4 separate regions of the Mus musculus genome follow, and regions 2, 3 and 4 are each linked to region 1. The links are chromatin contacts, called in public promoter capture Hi-C maps. All regions are on one chromosome and are shown on one strand. The core of a region is the stretch at or near the end of the contact, and the rest is flanking DNA. Distances in the headings are between cores, read along the strand shown. Region 1 holds the start of Rhoh (ras homolog family member H). Region 2 holds the start of Pgm2 (phosphoglucomutase 2). Region 3 has its middle 6.9 kb from the start of Gm52815. Region 4 holds the start of Klf3 (Kruppel-like factor 3 (basic)).

Region 1 (5,469 bases), core at 1,810-4,309:
TCTGGTGTCCAGCCAAAACTAGACTAGTCAACCTTACAACAGTCATCCGTATCTCAGAACAGCGTGAAAGTTCCTAGTGCAGACTGTCCAGAGATTGCTCAGAGCATTCAAGCAGTCACAGGGGTGACTGGGCAGGTGAGGACCGAGGCCAGGTGCTTCTGGTACCCCATCCCCACCCCTCCATCAAAGGCTTCCTTCTCTCACTGATCACCTCAGTCTAATATTGCCATGCTGCCTCTCAATTCCCATTCATGGCCCACTTTCTGGCTGCTGCCCCGAGATCTCTCGCCAGAGCCTCGCAACTTTGACACATAATTGAGAACCGGCTTCATAATTAGCATACCAGCTACACAATGCACTCCTAAAAAGGCTTTCTGATCCATATGAACCTGCAATCTAGAGGAAGGGAAAGCAGGAAGCTTTGAACCCAGGTTTTCAATGGCCCTAAGCATCCAGACCCCAAACCACTTCTTCAATAACTCGCGGTCAAAAGTATTCCAACTGTGGAGCAGGGATGAATTCTCAGCTGTATCATGCTAGCATTGCAACTAAAATACTGAAGTAATATTGCTTGACTTAAATGGGGTCAAGAAATAAGCATCTTTCTCTGTCCTGGGTTCCAAGAACCTCTGTAATTCTGCCCACTACCTTCAGACACCCTTCCAGACAGACACTCACAAACAACTGCAGATGCTCAGAGCCAGCTGGAAGAGCTGGCATGGAAAGGCTTAAAACATTGCTTTCAAATCTGTTCTCTTTTCTTCACATGTGAACACTATAAAATATCTAAACTCTGTGTTTGGTCTATAGTTCATTCCCAGCCCTTTACCTGTCACCCCCAATTTCCCTTAAAAGGAACAATGTATTTAAAAAGGTAAGTTTGTAGAAAGCTTGCCCCTGGGCCAGCTCAGCGCCCTTTTTTTTTCCCCCATTGTCCATAGCCAAATCCTTACAAGTCCTAAGGGCTGACCTTTGAGAGTTTATTGTAAGCTAGACACTACATTAAGCACTTTGTATATTTTATCTCAACTGCAGCCTTTGGGGGGAGTAATTTTCAGTTATTGCTACTGTTATTTAAAGGTCTCTTATAATAACAACACAAAAAGGAACATTGAAGAATTTCAGTGACTTGTCTGACGTTCCCATGGCCCAGAAATAACAGAGCCAAGCTTCAACATGGGCCCCTGGACTCCAGGTTCTTGCTCATTTGCCATGGTTTTAGATTCCAGTTTTCATGGTCCAGGAATCACTATAACATGCTATCTCTCTAAGGGAATGTCCGTGGAAACAACTGTTATATGGCCCAAAGGGCTCACTCTCTTTGAAAGAGAAGCTCTTCAAGGTCAGAGACTTGCTTATCCACCTAGTCAACCTCCCCAGAAGAAAGACAGATGATTGAAAGTCTTTAAATAGGAAAACAGACACAGAGGTTCCCCCCGACCCCCACCCCAGGCCTTTCTCTGCATCCACAATGGACTAAGGAACACTGCTAGAGGCCCAAGGGGTATCACAAAACAGTCCTAAGCACTCAGAAGGTGGCCCAAGGATGCAAAACTGGCCGAGTCCCTCTACAAATGGCTAAAAGAAGGTTTAAAACTACAGAATGTAGTCTCTTCTCATTCATCTCTCCAGCTGGCCCACACCCTGTCTTTCTAACCCTGATCCGGCAGAGGGTAAACCACTGGGCCAGTCTCTAGGCCAGTCAGTCTCCTCTTTATGGAAAGTCCACATGGCCCTCCAAGTCTACAACAACCTTCCCCTTCTCCATCTGCTAAGCCCCCATCCTTCCTAAGGCTTCCTGCTAAGCCCCCATCCTTTATAAGCATCCTTCCTTCTGAGCACTCCAGCTCACTCCCAGAACCCTTCTCGAAACCCTACAGCTGTTAAAGCTTCTGTGACCCAGCTTCTTCTTCAACTGTTTCCTAACCTGTATCTTTCGCTGTAACTACTAGACTTGAAGGTCCACCGAAGGACGGGTTTCCTTATATTTCTCTTCTCTCATGCACAGCACCATCTTAGATCCGGTCGCTTGAACCCATCTGTCACAACTTTAATTTAGTGAAGCACCTAAAACCGGTGATTTTCCCCCAAGCTTTTGTTGCTGTGGATGTTACAGCCCAGCCAATCTATTGGCAGTGCACAGCATGAAACCTGCTGAGAAACTAAATTTAATCTAGAAATGTACAGAAAGGGGCCATTGGGATTGAGAATAGCTAGATAGGAATTCTGGGATATGGTTTTTATTTCGATTTTTTTTTTCTACATAGCTAGATAACTTTAAAGCTGCTCTCTGTGGATGCTGGAGGGCCCTTAGATTTCCTTCATCAAACACTGCTGCATGAAGTCTAAAGTCCCCACACAAGCAAGCTCTGACACAGCCCCAAGAACATATGGGAATACCTTAGAAACTAAGACTCAGTGGCACATGCCTGTAACTCCTGCACCTGGGAGGTGGAAGCAGAAGGGTCAGGAATTCAAGGCCATCTTTGACTTCACATCAGCCAGCCCAGGCTATCCAAGACCTCATCTCAAAACAAAAACAAAGCAAAATAGAAAGAAAACCAAAGTGTGTCTTGTTAAGACTCTAGAGTTGGGGTAGACGGCCGAACACACCCCCATCTCTGAGTTTAGTCTACACTTTGCAACAAATTAAAAAAGGTCATTACAATGTTCAGCCTAAAGAAGAAGAAAAAAATCTTAACAAAATCACAGAGATTCCTGAGACACCGAAAAAACATTTTTAAAGAGGCAAAAGTCTTACCTGGGGTAGAATGCCAAGTCTCATCACCAAAATGACTGACTCCGGAAGTCTAAGTAGCTCTCCACGCCATGTAAAAGCTAACGTAGCTCAAATCTATTACTGCTGAGAGTCCCTCCTGAGGTCTACCTCTCTCTCTCTCTCTCTTCCCCAAGGCTCCCAATGAGTCACTGTTGGAAAAGCTGCAACACCGGACTGGCAGAGTCCAGCCCAAGGTGGTGGGCCTCAGTGTCGGAGGTGACCGAGGCAGAGGAACACTCCGAAAGTGACAAAAGCGATTAGCAAGTTCCTGTGCCGAAGTGAGTTTCCTGTGGCTGGCTTCTCCACAAAGGGGTTTCGCCTGTGTGGGTTTAGGGGCCTGTGCGCATGTGCGTTTGTTTCCCTCCATGAGCCTGTGAAACCTACCCAAGCAAGAGGCCAAATAGGGCTTTTGCTGCACGGCTGGATTTCTGTTTGATTACCGTTTTATCCTTTCTGGATCGTTTCTCTCTCTCCATTCCCTCCTGTTGAGGGAAGGAAAGGGGGTGAAACTGGGATGATTCTTTCAGGAAATGAAACAAGAGAGGAAAATCGGTTTCACTGTCCTGGCTGGTCTCGGTTAACTTAAGCTTAAGTAAAAGCACTTAACTAAGAACTTAACTTCCGGGCTGAGAATGGAGCCTATGGGTAGCGTACTTGCCTGGCCCTGTGTTTGTGCCCCGTACTGAATAAAAGCCATAGTTCCTGGCACACACCTGTTATCCCAATGTTCAGAAGGATCAGAAGTTCCAGGTTTCCCAGGTATGATGGCACCTGCCTTTAATTCCAGCGCTCAAGAGGCAAAAAGCAGGTGGAGTTCTTTGAGTTCAAGGCCAGCCTGGTCTACATAGAGAATTCTAGAACATCCAGAGCTTCACAGAGAGTCTCTGTAAAAAAAAAAAAAAAAACTCAGCTGTACACGGAGTTCACCACCAGCCCAGCAGGAGACAGTCGGTGGGTTCTCTGGATCACTCTGCCTTATTAATAATGAGTTGTGCTGCCAGTATTAGTAACAATTTAAAAATGAAGGGCATAGCAAAAGTCAAGTAACCGCCACAGAGCAGCACCTGGGCCGGGAGGTACTAGACCCTGTGCTGTTTTCTGACCCCTCTGAGTTTCATTATTTGACTAAAAACACAACTGTACTTGTCCCTCCTCGCTGTGCCAGCCAGGTGTAGAGACCATCTGCCACAATGTAACCCCATGGTCAAACTGCCTAAACCAGCCATTTGACTCTCCTGAAGTATTAACACCCTCCCCCCTCCCCTCCCCCTCCCCTTCCCATGCCCCGCCACCCTAAGTCTTGAATCACTATAAATGCTACTGACCAGGATGGTAACTTGCTCAAAATATCGGAGTGCCAAGTAGGCAAACAGCAGAAAGACCTTAAGGCAGACATGAGATTGGATTAGCCAGGCCTTAGGTACTTTAAATGGGATTAAATGGCACGTCTCTAATCCCAGCACTCTGGAGGCAGAGGCAGGCAAATCTCTGAGTTCTGGTCTACAGAGTGAGTTCCAGGACAGTCAGGGCTACACAGAGAAACCCTGTCAGAGAGAGGGAGAGGGAGAGGGAGAGGGGGAGAGGGGGAGGGGGAGAGAGGGGAGGGGGAGAGGGGGAGAGGGGAGGGGAGAGGGGGAGAGGGGAGGGGAGAGGGGGAGGGAGAGGGAGAAAGAAAGGGGAGGGTGATAGGTCAATGTACTTGAAGCGTGGTATGGACAGAAGAAAGGAGACAACATCAGGCTTACAAATAGACACATAGAAGCCTCTATGAGCCCCCCCCCCCCCCGTAGCAATTTACTAGTAAAGTAGGAACTTAGTCTCTCTCCAGAAAATTCCTTGTGGGAAGCTTGATTACCACTGGAATATTATTAGGTAGGCAAAGCACAAATAATTTCTTTGCCTCTGAGTTTGTGTTTCTAAGGGTGAGGGCAACTGCTACAAACACCAACACCTCTGCCAGATGAAATGAGTTTAAAAAAAAAAAAACAAGAAATCTCTCAGGAGGGTGAAGTCAAAGGACTAGGAACTTGAGGCCATCTTGGGGATACACAGAGCATTTCCAGGCCAGTCTGGTTTATGAGACTTGTGTTTTAAGTTTAAATAGAGAAATATATGTGTGTTGAGATGAGGTCAAGAAAAAGTGAAAAAAAAAAATCAAACAAGGGTTGGGTTCAAAAGGAAAGCTTGTGCCCTTGTGGCTCTAAGTGTTCTGGCAGGCAATACGAAGCAGAAAAAAAGACATAGAAAACAAAGCACTACTGGGTAAACATGTGCTCAATACTGTAATCCCAGCGTTCACCAAGAATTCAAGGCCAGCCTGGGCTACAGAGGGAGGCTGTTCCCCAAACACAGGAACAAATAAGCGACACTAGTTACCGAGCTGGGGATGGTGGTCCTCTGGCTCCTGGGTGCTAAGCCCACATAGACACTTTGCCTTTGGATTTCCACAGGGAGGAAGGAAACCAAACCGCCACCCTTAAGCAGCCTGTAGCAAGGTCTGTGCAGTGAATCCTCCGCAGTCTCTCCTTGGCCAGGCTGATTTCATCTCGACACCCTAGGGACAGGTGTGACAGGGCAATGATGTACCCTCTGGGTTTCACCAGGCCGTTCCAGTTCAATCCAGATGAAGACTGACGTCAACTGTGCTTTGAGAAAGGCATTACCAACGGTTTTTCTCACCCAGTTTCTGA
Region 2 (5,469 bases), core at 1,114-3,613, 1.8 Mb after region 1:
CGTTCAATGAGAGTATGCTTGGGCCAAGGAGTGGCACTATTAGGAGGCCTCGTTGGAGGAAGTGTATCACTGTGGGGGTGGGCTTTGGGGGATCTTCCTCCTAGATGCCTGGAAGACAGCTTCTGTTTGCCTGCAGAACAAGATGTAGAACTCTTAGCTCCTTCACTAGCACAGTGCCTGCCTACATGCGGCCATGCTTCCTATTATGATGATAATGGACTGAACCTCTGAAACTGTAAGCCAGCCCCAATTAAATGTCCTTTATAAGAGTTGCCTTGGTTATGGTGTCTCTTCACAGCAACAACTAACTCTACCCTAGCTAAAGCAGAATGAATGAGGAAGGTACTTTCAGCCTCTGGCCTCTCTGCACAAACATGCACCACAGGTGCCCACACAGCTACACACAAGCACATGAACACAGACACAGCCATACACCACAAAGACACACCTCGGATTGGGAAAAGAACATTGAAGCATCTCCAGAGGAGAAAAGGACAAGTTTCCACGGAGGTACCGTGGACATCCAAGACAGATTCCATGTTCTACAGTAATTACATTTTCTGCTCACTTCTGAGCCCATCTGTGAAGTACCTTCTGAAGACCAATAGATCCCAGGCTCTGATGGGATCAAAGGGTCCCTCCTTTGATGGATCCATAATATGCCGGGATTATGAGGAGGTGACAAATGGTGGGAACTGGGAGCAAGTTGGAGAATCGAGGATACTGGGACTTGTCACAGGATGGTATATTTCCTCAATGGCCTCTTCCTGTATTCCCCCTTTCTCTGCTCCTTAGCCAACAGCTCTGCTACTCCTTTCTACCATGAAGGATAAGAGCATCTCAGAGTGTGAGCAGAGCAGTTCTTTCCCGCCCCTTCAGTCTCTGTCAGACACTTAGTCAAGTGGTACAAGAGCCCAATAACACACACAAGACTTCTTAGCTGAGGTGTTAGGACAGCTACACAATGCAAGTTATTAAGTGATCAGAAATGGAAACAGTTTCCTCCCCTTAAACATCCTGGAATGCTTTATGTTTCCAGGAAAAAAAAAATCCACAACAAAGCAAAACAAAACCTCCCATGAGGCGCTAGCACTGCCATCCTGTTTCCAGGATGGCCTGACTATTCATTTTCTAGGTGTGAGCGAGCAAAGGCCTCTGCTGAGCCTTCCAGCCTCTATCCAGTCACCAAATGTTTCAGGGACCAACTATAGACATGCAGTACGGCACTACGGTACTACGGTACTATAGACCACGGAAAGCAGCAGAGACACACAGCACCAGCTACATAATTTTCAGGGGGGGCCAGTGCACAATTAGAACGAAAGACTCCGTGTTTAACAATAGAGAATCTCAAAGTAGTGCTTTAAAATACGGCTTGGGCCCTTCCCTGAGTACAGGTTCAGTGGATCTGCGTGGGTCTCACCTCCTGAAGTCAGCCCTGGATACCGACAAATTTTAAACAAACAAGCCTGTAAGGGATTGTCTTTCAATTCCAGGAAGAGCAGGGAACCAAAGGCCTGGGCTGTCTAGAGAGAGAGTTTGAGTTGCACTTGGGAGACAGGAAAGATCCGCTAAGTTCACACAGGAAAAACGACAAGAGAAATAAAGTCAGCAGAACACCGGCAAGAGGAACATTGCGGGAAAGCAACAGGACACGCGAAAGCACAGGTCAGAGAGAACTTGTAGAGGGCAAAGGAAGTGATGTCCGGAGCTGGCCGACTGACTAAGACATTACAGGGGAAAGGCGCAGCTGGGGCCAAAGCGTTCCCTGTCACCTTCCCAGTGGAGTGTATGTTCTCTGGAAAACTCCCTGTCAGCCTGGCCCATCAGGGACCCGGTAGTATCCATGAAATCAGAAAAGGTGGTCTGGACTGTGGAGAAGTCCAGGTCCCGGGAAAGGCGGGACAGAGCGGATTCTGAATGGATGAAGATGCTCAGCCCATCACAGAACCTCAAAAACCTTCTCGTGCGTGGACTACCCCGGGTCCCAGGCCCGCTACATTCACTCTCCACCCCACTCCCCGCCCCCCAGCTCGCTCCTCTACCGGGTCTAGCAGCCGGGCGAGCCACACAGCTGTCTCCAGTCCCGCAACAGCTTATGCCGAGCAGGCACCGTGTGGCGAGGCAGGGAAGGAAAGAAGGAAGCTGGGCCCGGCTCCCTGCCGGACAAGCCACGGCGCCCGAGAACCGAAGAGCCGGAGATCGGCCCTTACCTGGTCCCAACGCAGCCACTGCGCGGTCTCCTGGTCCAGTCGCGCGTCCATACCCAAGCCACTGCCTTCCGGAGCCGGTGTCTCTGTCGGTGTCGCCGCCGCCATCCCGCAGCAGTCACAACCGGGCGGAGGAGGCCGGGTCACCCTTCTGGAGGGGCGGGGAGAGGGCGGGGAAAGAGGCGTAGTCAGAGAGCCGGAGGGAAGAGGACGTGCAGCAGCCCCGCCCGGTTCCAGACTCGCCATTAGTGGGTGTGCTTCCCGGAGGGCCAGGCAATTGGGGAGTGCTTTGTTGTTAGGAGAGCTGGAGGCTCGCCTTACTCTAGTCTCCTAGGCCCTACATACCCAGGGTCCTCCAGCAAACATCAAGTATGCATTTGGTGCCCATCACACCTGAGATGCTAGTCTGACTGCGCTGGGAAGCAGAGCACATTGGCGCAGGCCAGTAGCCACATGGCAGAGGCAGGCAGGTCTCTGTGAGTTAGAGGCCAATCTGATCTACATAGTGAACTCTAGACTAACTAGGGGTACATAGGGAGATCCTATCTCAAAATGTAAATTAAATTAGAGAATAGCAGAGGGGGAAACAAATCTTGAAAAAGAAGAGCCAAGTGGGAAATAAATCAAATAGACCAACGAGCCAGAAATGAGATAACACTTGCAAAGACAGTTTATGTCAGAAGAGCAACCGGAAGGACGAGTTGTAATTTCAAGGCACCGGGTCAACTGGATTTTCACACTAGAAAATGTAAAAAGAATGTCGACTCATCCGCCTGAGGTCGCCACACACAAACGAGAATTCCAGGTCAGCTGGGTGATGTATGTGCACACCTGGCTGGGCACGGGGAAGCACAAGCAAGAATGGTTCTGAGCCGCACATGATGCCTTCCTCGCTCCTGCAGTCCCGACTGTTGGGACTGTTGTGAGTTCAGGGCCTGGCCTACAAAGTGAGTTCCAGTTCACCGTGGGTTCCAGTGTGAGATCTCGTCTCAACAAGCAAACAAACAAACAAACAACCCTAAAACGAAAGAAAAAACAATTAAACAAAAAAAATCCAAAGCAGTTAAGAGCACGGGTTGTTCTTCCAGAGCACCTAAGTTTGATTATCAGCACTAGCATGGCTGCTCAGGATGGTCTGAAACTCCAGTTCCAGGGGATCCTGCATCCTTTTCAGACCTCCATTGTCATATATATCCATGGTGCATAGACATGTATGCAGGCAAAATACAAACATACACACACACACACACACATACACACACACAACTTTTTAAAAGGTTTCTAGCAGATTTAGTCGCAAAAAGCTCCAACCATACACATCCAGATTGCCAACAATAGAATGGATAAATATGTAGTGGTATATTCATTCTAAATCATATACATAAATGATGATCGATAAGCCATGAGTTACACAGCCCAGTGAGAATGAAGAACTGTATACAACTTCATGGATGTAGCTCACAACCATCCCATAGAGTGAAAGAATTCAGACCTCTGACAGACATTGGGTCTGACAGACACTGACTAAGAAAAGCACAAAGAAAGAAAACAAATCAGTATTTTCCAGAACTGGATATGGGGATTCACTGCAAAGGTCACTGGGGGTTAAGGGAAGCGACTCTGGGTTTGTGATTTCCTGGATCCAGGTGCTCGTCAAAACTTAGAACCATGGTTACCAGCTATAAGTTATGTCTCAATTTTGAAATTTTAAAAAACTACATTTATCTACGGTGTGTGTGTGTGTGTGTGTGTGTGTGTGTGTGTGTGTGTGCTGTGCCATACATATGGAAATACAAGGATAACTTTAGGAAGTCATTTCTCTTCTTCCACCATAGAGGTCCTAGGGATCGAATTCAGGTTGTCAAGCTTGGTGGCAAGTGCCTTTTGTTGCAGGATATTTAATCATACTCTGAACTCTGAGCTTAAGTTGTTTACTGGAGAAACCTGTTTCTAGTTGTGGTGTGACTCAGTTTTAGCACACACCTTTACACCTTTAACCCCTCTGGCTGGGATACAGACACAACCCTAGTGCTCACCTTTAATCCCAAACAGTGAAGGTAAGGTTAGTTTGTAGAAGGAAGCACCCATGTTTGAAAGTGATGTCTAGTTGAGTGGCAGACAAAGTGATGAATCAGAGAAAGACTTGACAGAACAGAAGAGAGGAAAGAGAGGCTACTTAGGAGAGAACAGTGCAGAGAGAGAAGGGAGAGGGCAGGCTTACTAGGACAGTTATAGAGACAGGTTGTAGAGAGAGGGAGAACAAACTACACACAGGCAAAGACGGAGTTAGTCAACGAGAAAGAGCCACATGACAACAGAGTGTCAGTTAGTATGAGGCCAAGCCAAGCAAAAAGTCAGAGGCTGAGAGAGATGCCAGATTGAATCAGTCAACTTGAAGAGGAGTTTAAGCCAGAACAGCTGAGTCCAACCAGCCAGCTAGAGTTCAGACAGAGTGAGGAGGAGAGATCTTATTCAGCAGCAAGTCTCAGAGGCTGAAAACATTCTAGGCCTAGATAAGACTGTACAGAGGCTAGAAGCTTCCAGAACTGGGCCTAGGTTAGCAGACAGACAGGAGGCAGTAAGTCTCAGAGATGACAATTACACCAGGCAAATAAAAGATACTTTTACAGCCGTTACTTGCCAAGCCATCTCACTGGTTCATATTTCAATTTAAAAAATTGTTAACATACAAACTACAGGAGAGTTAATCTATGGACATTAGGGGACTGGTTATATTTGGGAAGGAGGAGTTTTGTGTCTGTTCTGCCCTTCTTCCCCACCACAGGAATCAATCAGGGCCTTGCTTGTGCTAGCCAAGCACTGAGCCACATCCTCAGTTCCAGGCCCTCTCTCTCCACCTTTTATTGGTTTTCTTTGAGACTGGGTTGCCAAAGCTTGTCTAAATTGGTCTTAAATTGCCTATAGTTGTAACTAAGGCTGGCTTGAAATTTATGATCCTCCTGCCTCAGCCTCCTAGAGTAGCTGAGACTATTGATATGTGCCATCGTCCCTTGCTTGGACCAGCTACTTCATGAGCTGGATGGAGATAATACACACACACACACACACACACACACACACACACACACACACACACGTTACTTGATAGTGCTATAGTCTTTTTGTTGGTTGCTTGGTTTGGTTTTGGGTCTCCTGTAGCCCATAGTCAACTCAATATGTAGCCAAGCACAGCCTTAAACACCTGATACTCCTGTCTCTAACTCCTAACTGCTGGGATTATAGGCATACACCAGCATAC
Region 3 (5,469 bases), core at 2,067-4,566, 1.4 Mb after region 1:
ACCCTTCTCACGTTCCTTCACATTAAAACACAATTTAAAATTCTTTCAGTTTTCTACGTATGGAATTAGAATTCTTAACTCTCGAATTGGCTTACCCTTTCAGAGCCCTAGGGAGAAAGCAAGCATAAACAGTTTTCTGTACATTTGCCATTTAGGAAAACCTAGCTATGAATAATCTCAACTACATTTTAAAAAAGAACGGGGCCAAGGAATACTTAGGACAGAATAAAATCAGGACACAACTGGCCCAACCATGTGGCTAAATTCTCTAAAGTCATTCCTCGGTCTCTAAGCAGGGAACAACAGCTGGGTTTTAAAATAACCAGTATTTTCCCACAACCTCAGATTCAGATCCATTGTAACTTGCCTGCAGATTACCTAGACCTGGCCAGTAGCTGGCCCTCTGCCCGCTTTCAAAAGGAAGAGCAGCAGAGGGGGAAAGGAGAAAAAAGAAAAAAAAAACTTAGCCGCTTCTATATAATTATGATACACACACACACACACACACACACACACACACACACACACACTTCATATTAGGTGTGCCAAGAGCAACTTCAGCTTGCAGGTGGAGGGCAGATGAAGTTTTGCCCTGTGGTCTTGGTCTCACCACCAAGAGGTTTGCTCAAGGTTCATGCTAACCAATCACCACACACCTCTGGGCTGCTGTGTTCCTTCTAAATAAGGAACCGGGTGGTATTCTAGACACTGAGCATACGTCAGAGGTCAAAGGACAACTTACAGGAGTCTGTTTTCTTCTTTCACTATGTGGGATCCAGGGGTCTATCTCAAGTCATCAGCCGAGGCACCATTTTCCCACTCAGCATCTCTCTTGCCCCTCTTAGACAAAGGCTTAATCAGACCATTGCTACTGTCAGCCTATTTTTAAAACTGATCAAGTCAATCACCATAGATACAGGCTTTGAGAGGCTGATTCATTCGATGACATATAAAAAAACAATTACACCAATTCAGTGCATAAGTCTATAAACCCGCTAGTCAGCTAGAATCCCTCCTCAGGGACCCCACCCCACTCCCAACCCCCCACCACCAGCAAGAATGCTGACTTAGCATTCTCCATGGTTACAGGAACTACAGAATCTCCCAAATACCTTTGTCTCTGTGTGCCTTGTAGCCCATTCCCTGCTCCCAGGCACAGAATTCAAGCTTCTATGTCACGCCAGCATGATTCTAAATAGCTCAAAAGAAGTGCAGATTGGCTTGAAAGAGCCCCAAAGACAAAGCTTGCCCAGACAAACAGATGCCCAAATCACTCTAAGGAATCTAGGGACTCAGGGGAGCCCCACAATATAGGAACAGAGGTTTCCTATTAGATTAGTTCAAAGTGAATCCAAAGAGTTCAAAAGAGCCTCAAAACACCAAGGGATCAGGAAGGACCACAGGTCCCTGGGGCCATTCCATCCTTCTGCTCCCTTTTCAGTCAAGTTCCTTTGAGTGGCTCATTCCCCAAAAGTGTCATTTCTCTGGCAGCACCAATAAGCAGGGCTCAGCTGCCTCTCCTGAAACACAAATTTAAAAATGGATTATGGTGAAAACAGAAATAGGAGATTTCACCAAGGTGGCCACCCTGGGGCTAACGGGAAGAATGGACAAAGGGGCCTGGTGACCTTGGGAACACAGACCATTGCCTTTCGCTGAGGGCAGCCGGACACAGTCCCTTCCCACTGGTTAAGTGGCCTACTTACCAAGGCAGTCTTGCATGTTTCAAGAAGTATTTATAAAGTTTGAGACCCCAAGTTTGTCCTCATAATTGGTATCTTATAGGTTTTTGTTGGGTTTTATTTTGTATTTTTATTTTCTGTGCATTGGTGTTTTGAACTCAGGACTTCTGAAAGAGCAGCCAAGTGCTCTTAACAGCTAAGCCATCTCTCCAGCCCTTTATAAATATTTTTAAAGCCATGGTAAAGAAGCAAAGTTAATTATGAAACATTAAAAACCACTGAAATTTGGTCTTAATTTCAATTTTTTGAAAATTTAATAGTACGAAATTGATGCTAAACAGAAAAAAATGTGTATTCACATATAGTTGCTGCAGTATAGTTTATAATAAAGGAAGCTGAAACCAGCTCTCCTTTATGGTGGAATTTTATACAAATTATGGTATGCATGGCGTAAGAGAAGTGTTTTCCTGTGTATGTTCATGTGTGTGGGTACATGTTCATATGCATGTGCATGCCTGTGGGGGTCAGAGGTTAACTTCAGGTGTCCTTCCATGGAGACATCCACTTTCTTTCTTCAGACAAAGGGATCTGTCTGCCTGGCTCTCCCTCCCCTGAGCTAGAATTACAAGCATACATCACATGGTTGGATTTTTTTTTTACATGGTTTGGGGGATCAAACTCAGGTTCTGGTACTAGATTTATTTTTAATATCTCTCTCTCTCTCTCTCTCTCTCTCTCTCTCTCTCTCTCTCTCTCTGTGTGTGTGTGTGTGTGTGTGTGTGTGTGTGTATGTGTTTACACACACACATACATGATGTGTGTATATAGGGAGGCAAGCATGTCATAGCATTTATGTGGATATCAGAGACAACTCTGTGGTGTTCTTGCTCTAAATGGAGTATTACACCAATTGCTTAGTGGGTTTCTAAATGAAATAAGAAAAGGGAACCTATTTGTGTAAGACCACACTGGTGATGTTTAGGTTGGTCATCACCCGTGTTCTGTTTCTTATTTTTAACAATGAACATGTATTCTAACTTTTGTTCACCAATGGAGAAATATAAATTATAAATAGATTATGTATATGTATATATGCATATACATGCATTATATTTATTTAATGGCTCTGGGGATTGAACTTAGTTTCACTACTGCTAGGTGGCATTCTAAGTTTAGTTTTATTTCATGTGCATTGGTGTTTTGTTTGCATGTATGTCTGCATCAGGGTGTCAGATCTTGGAGTTACAGACAGTTATGAACTGCCATATAGGTGCTGGGAATTGAACCTGGCTCCTCTGGAAGAGCGGTCAGTAATCTCAACCAGTGAGCCATCTCTCCAGTCCCCCTAACTTTAATTTTTAAAGAGTTCTTTGAAGTCAATCCATTCCCGGAGCACCAGAATGGAAGCAGAGTGTGCGGCGAGTCATTTTTCACGTGCACACTCCTGGCCCAAACAATGAGCTGCTGCACTCTGCAGCTCAGCTCCGAGCATCAGCAGTCATCTTGAGAGTCGAAGCAGAGACCCTGTGTATCTTGGATGCTGCTATTACATTGCACAATCCTCTACACACCGCAGCAGTAAGAGGGGAACCCAGGCTTCGTACCAAAAAGGTTCACACGCTCTGATATTCACATTCTAGTTTCACTTTGACTTGAAAGTCACACAGAAACCAAATGATTAAATCTGCATTTCCTTTGAACTCTGTGTAGATGGTGAGGTAGGGATTCCCCTTGTAGCTGACATTCCTTACCAAAAAGGATTCTGGAGGCTCTTGGCTCTGAAGCTGTCAGCTGCCTTGACACCAGCCCGATCCAGCGGAATTAGACACTTCCTGTGTTCTGTGGGATTTCACAGGTCTCTGTGCAAGCTCGCACCTCTGTAGCAAATCATGGTTGCTTTCAGATCAACAGTTAGTTCTCACAGTTCTCCTGAGCAAGAGAGAGGAAGTGAGAGAGAGGCTTGCAAGCTCTTGCTGCAGTCCTTTTTAATCTATTGAAGACGGGGAGGTACCAAGGTGTGAGGTCGGCTCTGTTTTTCTCACAGCGGGGCGTGGTCCTCAGAGCATGGTCTGCAGAGCATGGTTCTCAGAGCGGACCTCTAACTCAAGGCTTTGATAGAATGGCCCTGTGTGTGTTGTACTTAGTAGTGCCGAGATGTTTGCAAGCCAATCGTTTCGGTTAGATTCCTCTTATCATAGAGACTTCAGGAGAGTTTAAAAGTGTGGATGCAACCTCGAAACAGGGCTCCCTCCCTTCTAGTCCTGCACATTACCACATTCTTCTAAGCTCCAGACTTCATGATTGTTGATAGTGTTTGCTACTTAGAAATGAGCAAGCTTGAAGGTTGCTGAGGATGAACCTCCTCCTTCATAATCAGCTTTGGACGCCATCTTGCCTCTCTGTTTTATAAAAGGGGGGAAACATCATAATTGACCTTCTTAGGCATGTGGAAATGGAGAGAAGATATCAAGTTGCCCCCAAGATCTAAGATCCCACGACGGGGGACTATGGATTAGACATAGGTGAGAAAGGGGGACATAGCATGCTTTCTTGGGGTCCAGGCAGGGAAGACCTTCCTGCTTCTGCTAAAGAAAGCATGGTTATTCCTTATACTTGCTTAGTTTTCTTTCTTTACTTCTTGCTAATCTGTGCTGATGCATGATTTCAGAAAAAAAAAATGGGGTGAGAGTCATATCTTTGGCCATGGGGAAGAGAGACTGTCTGAACTACCCAAAAAGATCCCAAGATTGCTGGAGGCCTTTTGGTAAGGAACAAAGACTTGTTACTGTCTTCCTCTTGAAGAATTCATCTAGATAGGCCTGTCAGTCACTCAAGCAGGAAAATGCCCCTTGGGAAAGCTCTCTGCCCCCAGAGACTTCAGAAAGTGCTATGAGTCACACTAAATGTGTAGCTCCTTGTAATGGTCTCTCTGGCCATTGTCTAGTCTCACTCTGTGAGAGTGTTTCCAATTACTCTGTAATAAACCTTACCTATAGCATCTACAATAGGTCAGTTGAGATCACAAGAACCAGGGAACCATTGGGAAGCCGGGGTGAGGTCCTGGAGATACTTCCATCTCCACACTGGTTACTAATCCGTCAGTCTCTGTCTGTGGCTCCATCCTGTTAGGCTGTCGTTCTGAGGAACCTGTCCATCTCTTCTAGGTTGTTCGGCTTGTTGAAGATCCTGCTCACCCCAGTCTCTTAGGCTTTGTGATTCTGCAGTACTAACTGTGACGTCTTCTTCATTTTATGATGTCAATTGCTTATTTGACTCTTCCCTCTTACTAATCTAGGTAAAAGTTTGTTCGCTTTAATCTTTAAAAAAAAAAAGCTTCAAGTTTCACTGATCTTTTCTGTTTTGTTGCATTTCTTCTTCTGGGAAGAGATAAATAAACATTTATTTGCCCCAGATTGGGACAGACCAAGGTAATGAGCCCACTCAAGTCAAGCTTGCTGAACTAGTTAGTATATTGAGCTTACAGGAGCACGAATGAACCGTAACAGAAGTGTGGGTGATGTCTAAACAGCTTTATCACTGCAACATGCCATCCCATCCTGGATAAGAACCCTATGGAAGCTGCATCCCTGAATCACACTTCTACTTCTGTGGGCTCAAGCATCTGCCAAGATCACTTGCTGGGGAAGGCGTGGAAACGGAATGGCTAGAATCCCAAGCAAGGGTACTCTGAGTATACTTTCCATCAGCATCTTGTCAATAACTTCCTTACTGTTACTACACACCTAGCTGTTGTTGTGTTCTTCTGCTTGTTTTGTTGCCATGGCTA
Region 4 (5,469 bases), core at 1,419-3,918, 1.1 Mb after region 1:
CAACAACAGGGGGGTGGAGGTGTTTGTTCTATGGGTGTGAATAATAACACCAGCTTTATACAAGGGGACCTGCCCTATTTACAAACAGGAGCTGGGGCATACACTAAACATCCCAAGCACACATGCGATTTTATCATCTCCAAGCTGCAGAGACCTTCCGAGTTACCTAGTGCCAGCCTCCTTCCTGATTTCTTTTGTCCCTTTCAGCCAGGTCCCAAGGGCTAACAGCCCTGACTAAATTCTACGATGGAAAATGATCAGATCTAGCCCAGATCTAGCCATCATGCATATTGAGGAAGATCTAGAGAAGGCACTGCTGTAAAAATCCAGGTTACAACTGGGTTATCCCACAGAACCAAAGCTGGACCTAGTTCAAGCTTCCTTTGGTCACAGCTAGACAGAAGACAGACTTGGCCTCTTTAGCCACTTGAAAATCTCGTTTTTTTTTTTTTTCAAATGTAGTCAAGGACATAGCTACTCACTGGTTCTCCACATAAAGCTACTGAAAGTCACCCTTTTGGGAATGTGATTTTTACTGCAATTCGTAAACTCCAGCACCAGTTTTACCAGATAATCTAACAATGACTCTTTTCCCTGAGATATTCAAAGGCAGCAGGGTCCATTTAAAGTCCCACCCACAGTAGTTTTTTCTTTACATGTTGTTAGCCAAGATGATTTAACTCAACTCAGGTTTCCATTATCAGGGACTTACGGATTGGTCTGTAGACAAAACTACAGGTTAACAAGAAAAAAAAGGGGGGGAGGGGGGAAAGGCATCGCTGTACCCATAGCAACAAGATTGCATTTTAATATAGAAACTTTGCAGCAGAGAGACAATAGCTCCCTCCACAGCTATGTAGTTTTGTATTGGGAAGGGTTTGCAACCCAAGCAGCTACTGTCACTCCTACACTTTGATACTCTCCTTAATTTCAGCCAAATGGTCACTACAGAGCACCTCCACAGGACTTGGCTAGCGGCGACGGTCTGCAGCAAACCTCAATGATGAGAAAACTGATTTTTCTCTAGGGAGTATAAATTAATCAAACATCTTCTTTCAGGTTTCTCTAAACAGCCTAAGGTAAACACGCACGTTTAAGCCACGGAATAACTCAGGGGGCTCTTTCTTCATAAACCCTAACTTACAAAATTATTAAGATGTTTGTTACATTCCTGGGATGAGGCAAGTTATCATGCAAGCAGAATTTCTTATAAAAAGTGTTCCTCAAATTTATGCATAAAGTTCTCATTTATCTTAACTGGCCCACGTTCACTCAATTTTGCTTAGTGACAAGATATCAAATCCAAATGAATTCAGAATACCAATTCATACTTCCCCCCCAACACCACTCTTGAGAATAAAGTATCTCCAACAATATTAGAGGAAAAAAAATATAAGTTCTTAGAACCAAATCTCATGACTCCGTGTAAAATAAAATCTCAATGACTCTGTGTAAAGTGTTTATTTTGAAGAATACAAGGTAAACATTATCCAGTGTCCATTTAACCTGAATTATTCAAAGGCTCATTCATATTCAATTAGTATTATTGTAAAATACTACTATTGTAAGTACTGCAGTAAAAATTTACAGAAGTGTTTCTGTTATCCGCCAAAGACATGGATATGACAATTCCAACTCTTATTTGCCACCTCCAAGCTATCCAAAGGTTCTGGTCCACACCACTGTCCTGTGGTCCCTACAGGGCTCCGGTTCCCTAACACCGAAGGCGCTCTGCACTGCTAGCCACGCTGCAATCCTTTGCTTCAGGCACTGCGGCAGGTTCTCTCCAAGTCCCCAAAGGCAGTCTCTCCAAACCTCGGTGGTTCTTTTCCTCCCCCCTGCCTTCCCCCACAAGCCAAATGACCCAGCAGTTAGCGCGCTCCGGGTACGGAAAAGGGGATGCTTCTTCAGTCCCAATCGCCCCCAAGTTTCTCGCCAGGGGCGCTGGAGGCTGGGCTCCAAGTTTGCTGGGCGGCAGCTGGGGGGCGCGGGCGGGGGGCGGGAGCCCCGAGTCCAGGCGGGAGGGGGAGGAGCAGGCGCGCGGCCTCGCCGCTACCTGGCTCCTTCCAACGCGGCCGCTCGCGGGGTGCGCCGGGGGCTCCGATGGGAACCGAGCGCGGGGGACCCGGGACCACACAGGTGAGCCCCGCCCGCGGGCTCCCAATCCACCGAGTTCCCCTATCCCACGATCCCGCCCGCCATCCCCTCCCCCTCGCTCCTCCACCCCAGCTCCGAAGCACTTTCCCAAGCCCGAAGGAGCCCTCGCTGCACCCCGAACCCGTTCTCCGCGTCCTGCTTTCTCCGAAGGGAAAAAAAAAAGGAGAGAAAGAGAGAGAAGCAAGCAGATGCGGCGCAAAGCGGGGCGCAGGACGGCAAGGTGAGGGCGCGGGGACTTACTCTGCCAAGCGCGGTGCCGAGCGCAGCGGCCAAGAAACCCAGGCCCGGCTCCCCGGCGCCCGGAACCCCGCGGGCCGGCAGGTCAAGCGCTTCGGGCCGGACGGCGTCCGGGATAGGGACCGCGACCGCACGGACGCGCGGGTGGGGTTGGCTCGGGTGGCGCTCGCACTGCGCTCCGGCCGCGGCTCCGCGCGGCTCGGCTCCCCGCTCCCCTCTGGCTCCTTGGCACCAACTCTGGGCAGTCACATGACGCCGGCGCCGCTCGCTCTGCGAGCCTCCCCGGGGCTGGCGGGGTAAGTAGAGGCTGGGAGCCGGGGTGGGAGGGTCAGGGAGGGGCAGCGGGAGCCGCCACAGCCGCCCGGGCTGGGAGGGGTCCCCACCCACTTGGGTGGAGGCAGCCGCCGGAGGGGTCGGCGAGTCACTGGCAAACACGCACCCCGCCCTGCCCTTCCCCGCCCCCGCCTCCCGCGCCGCCCCCGCCCGCGCCCCGCCCAGTCACCCGGGGCCAGCCTGACAGACACTCATTATTCCCCGGAGCCGGGCGCCGCCCCGCCGGCTCGACCTGTCCCGGGAGGCGCGGCGCGGCCTCGGGGCTGGGCGTGAGCGGCCCCCGCCCGGCTCTCCACCCTGGGCCTCCACCCCGCCTGAGCGCTCCGCCCGGCGCCCTGAGCCCGCGGCCCCGCCCTAGCTGTCCTGGCCTCCTCGCTGCGGCCCGAGCCCCGGGGGGAAGGAAGGGCGGCGTTGGCCCGCTCCGGGCGTCACACGCTCTACGGCCCCTAGCGCCGCTTCCAAAACACACAGCCCGGGTTCGCAGGCGAGCCGAGGAGTGGGGGAGCGAGGCCGTCAATCACTCGCTCCCGCGGGAAGGGCCGCCCCTCCCGGGCAGAGGGCGGTGGAGCGGGTGTTGCGGCCCAGGATGCCCTGTCCCTACGTCGGGGAGCGCGGTGCTCCAGGAGCGATCGCTGCCTTGTGCACAGGGGTCGCGCTGCAGCCTGCGCGCTGGCGCTGTTCGGAGACTTCGGGTCGCCCCTGTTCTTTCGCCTACCCTGCAGGGGCCGCTTCCAGCCTGGAGGGACTTTTCTTGGAAAGGTGGAGACCCCCGGAGGAGTGCGACTCCCCAAGGGCCCGATGCTCTGGAGCGAAAAGGCGTTCGCTGGTCAGCCTTGCTGCCAGAAAATTTAGCAAACTTCGGGCAGATCCTCCCACCTGGGGCGAGAGCTCTGGCTGGCCTGGGGCTCAGCCCCGGGACCTTTCCTTTCACACTTTAAGAGCCTCAAGGCACTTTTTCCGTGGAAACCAGGCCAGCGCGAGGACAACTTCGCTGAGCTTGGTGCTAGGCTAGAGTCGGAGGCTTTTGAGTTTCCTTTTAAAACAGTATTAATGTAATAAGGAACGCAATAAAAAGAACAAAGGACAAATTGGTTCAATTGTTTTAGTTCTGTGTAATGTTTTAAAACAACCCGGCTTCAGTCTATGGCTTGTTATTACTTCAAGATGTTTTAAAGGCCCTGTAAGTTCACCATTCTCACTTCACTTTGATGCTTCAGCCAGGCATGGTACTACTTAAAACGTAGTGATACATAGATTCCCCACTCCTTGTTGTAACTACAAGGTACAATTAAACTAGAACCCAGTAACCTCCAACACTGAAATTGTCTGTCCTGAGGAGACCCAGAACCCACTAGTTCACATTCCAGTATAATGTCCTGTTTAAAATGTAAGTGGTGAGGGTCTTGGGTGGTTTATTTCCAAATAAAATAGTCAAAGAAAAAGTTGGGTTTTTGTTTGTGTGTGTGATTTGTAAATTGCTGCTCCTAGGTGACCAATCATTAGCAATATATTTGAATGGCTAGGATTTAAATGAGAGATAGAAAGAAAAAAAAAGATAAAGTAGATCAGATGGCTTGAAAAGTGGCCCAAGATAAGAAGGGTGGGGATGGGGGTGGGGGTTAACACCTTAGTGAGCACTGATTTGGGTGCCTCTAGGGAAAAAGATCTAATCAAAGCCTGAGTGCTTGTAGTGCTGAGTAGCTCAGCAAGAGACACAGAAACTCTTCCAGGTGGGCAAGTCGGAACTGCCTGAAGTCATCCCTGACCCTTGCCCCTCCCTAGCAGATCGCCAAACTGTCTCCCATCATTACTTACTCCTTGGCCACTACCCTGGTACACCCTGTTGCAACAGTGTCTCCCATTTGTAGCATGATTAAAGGTGTGGGAAGAGAGTGGAAGCAATGGAGTAAGAATGTCCTTTCTAAATAAAGTACAGATCTAAATGTGTCAGTTTCTTGGGTGACTCAGTTTGGGTTCGACCTTTCTATCTGTACCGAAGGGTATCTGTCTTAGTTACTTTTCTATTGCTCTGCTGAATGCCATGATCAAGCTACCTTCGAGAAGGAAGGGTTCATTTGGGGTTTGTGGTTTCATCCTCATCACCATCACCGTGGGAAAGTGTGGCCCCAGGTAGGTATGGCAGCAGGACCTGCTGAGAGCTTACATTCTGAACTGGAGAAGCATAGCACTAACTGGGGATGGGGTGGGGTGGCCTTTTGATATCTCAAGCCACTCCCCAGCAACCCCCTTCCTCCAGCAAGGCATCTCCCAAACCTCCGGAAACAGGGCTACCAACAGGAAACCAAGTATTCAGGTGCCCAAGAAGATCTCATTCAGACCAGCACGTTCTGCTCACTGGCATCTCTAGTCTGACCATACAGTAATGCAAAACACATTTAGTCCAGCTTCAAACGTCCTCATAGTCTTTCAGTCCCAACCCTGATTTCTAAGTCCAAAGTCTCTTCCAAGGCTCAAGACAATCTCTTAGTTATAACTTTCTATAAAATTTAAAAGCAAGTGACATGCTTCTAATGTACAGTGGCACAGAATATACACAACCATTTCAAAAGGGAGGGATGGAGGTATAGAGAGCAAATACTGGAGCAAAGCAACTCTGAACCGCAGCAGGGAAAAACTCCAAAGTTCTCTATCTCTTTGTCTGATGCCAAATGTCTCTAACATTCCAGCTCTGCTGCCGGTAACACACTCGTCTCTCTTGGGTCCATTCCACGCCTTATGGGC

The links. Promoter capture Hi-C pulls out the DNA fragments that hold promoters and counts their contacts.
Region 2: a promoter capture Hi-C map of neutrophils shows a contact between it and region 1, with 2.9 times the contacts expected there. The contact joins the promoter of Pgm2 here to the promoter of Rhoh in region 1. A contact is called at or near these places in 2 of 39 promoter capture datasets (liver and neutrophils).
Region 3: a contact with region 1 is called in a promoter capture Hi-C map of neutrophils, with 4 times the contacts expected there. The contact joins the enhancer-like site here to the promoter of Rhoh in region 1. A contact is called at or near these places in 5 of 39 promoter capture datasets (hippocampal neurons, liver, neutrophils and 1 more) and 1 of 9 other capture datasets (liver).
Region 4: a contact with region 1 is called in a promoter capture Hi-C map of the C10 cell line, with 4 times the contacts expected there. The contact joins the promoter of Klf3 here to the promoter of Rhoh in region 1. A contact is called at or near these places in 1 of 39 promoter capture datasets (the C10 cell line), 1 of 484 Hi-C or Micro-C datasets (CD8 T cells) and 1 of 115 datasets of contacts at active chromatin or transcription factors (double positive thymocytes).

Annotation. Positions count from the first base shown.
Region 1 is chr5:65,861,174-65,866,642 of GRCm38.p6, reverse strand. It overlaps Rhoh (ras homolog family member H), which reads right to left and starts at 3,059. Exons shown (of 3, transcript NM_001081105.2): 1 at 2,762-3,059.
Region 2 is chr5:64,089,833-64,095,301 of GRCm38.p6, reverse strand. Pgm2 (phosphoglucomutase 2) reads right to left here and starts at 2,363. Exons shown (of 14, transcript NM_025700.3): 1 at 2,214-2,363. The coding sequence starts at 2,318.
Region 3 is chr5:64,486,033-64,491,501 of GRCm38.p6, reverse strand. No RefSeq gene overlaps it. Among named protein-coding and RNA genes, the nearest start is that of Gm52815, 6.9 kb to the left of the region's middle. Within about 2 kb of position 3,316, at least 114 of the 459 cell types and tissues checked have an H3K27ac peak or open chromatin away from gene starts, as enhancers often do. A contact at or near this core is called in neutrophils, where this site is marked.
Region 4 is chr5:64,800,720-64,806,188 of GRCm38.p6, reverse strand. It overlaps Klf3 (Kruppel-like factor 3 (basic)), which reads right to left and starts at 2,668. Exons shown (of 6, transcript NM_008453.6): 1 at 2,398-2,668. Gm38457 reads left to right here. Exons shown (of 2, transcript XM_006504241.4): 1 at 1-2,139; 2 at 2,230-3,819. The coding sequence starts at 1,900. The coding sequence ends at 2,694.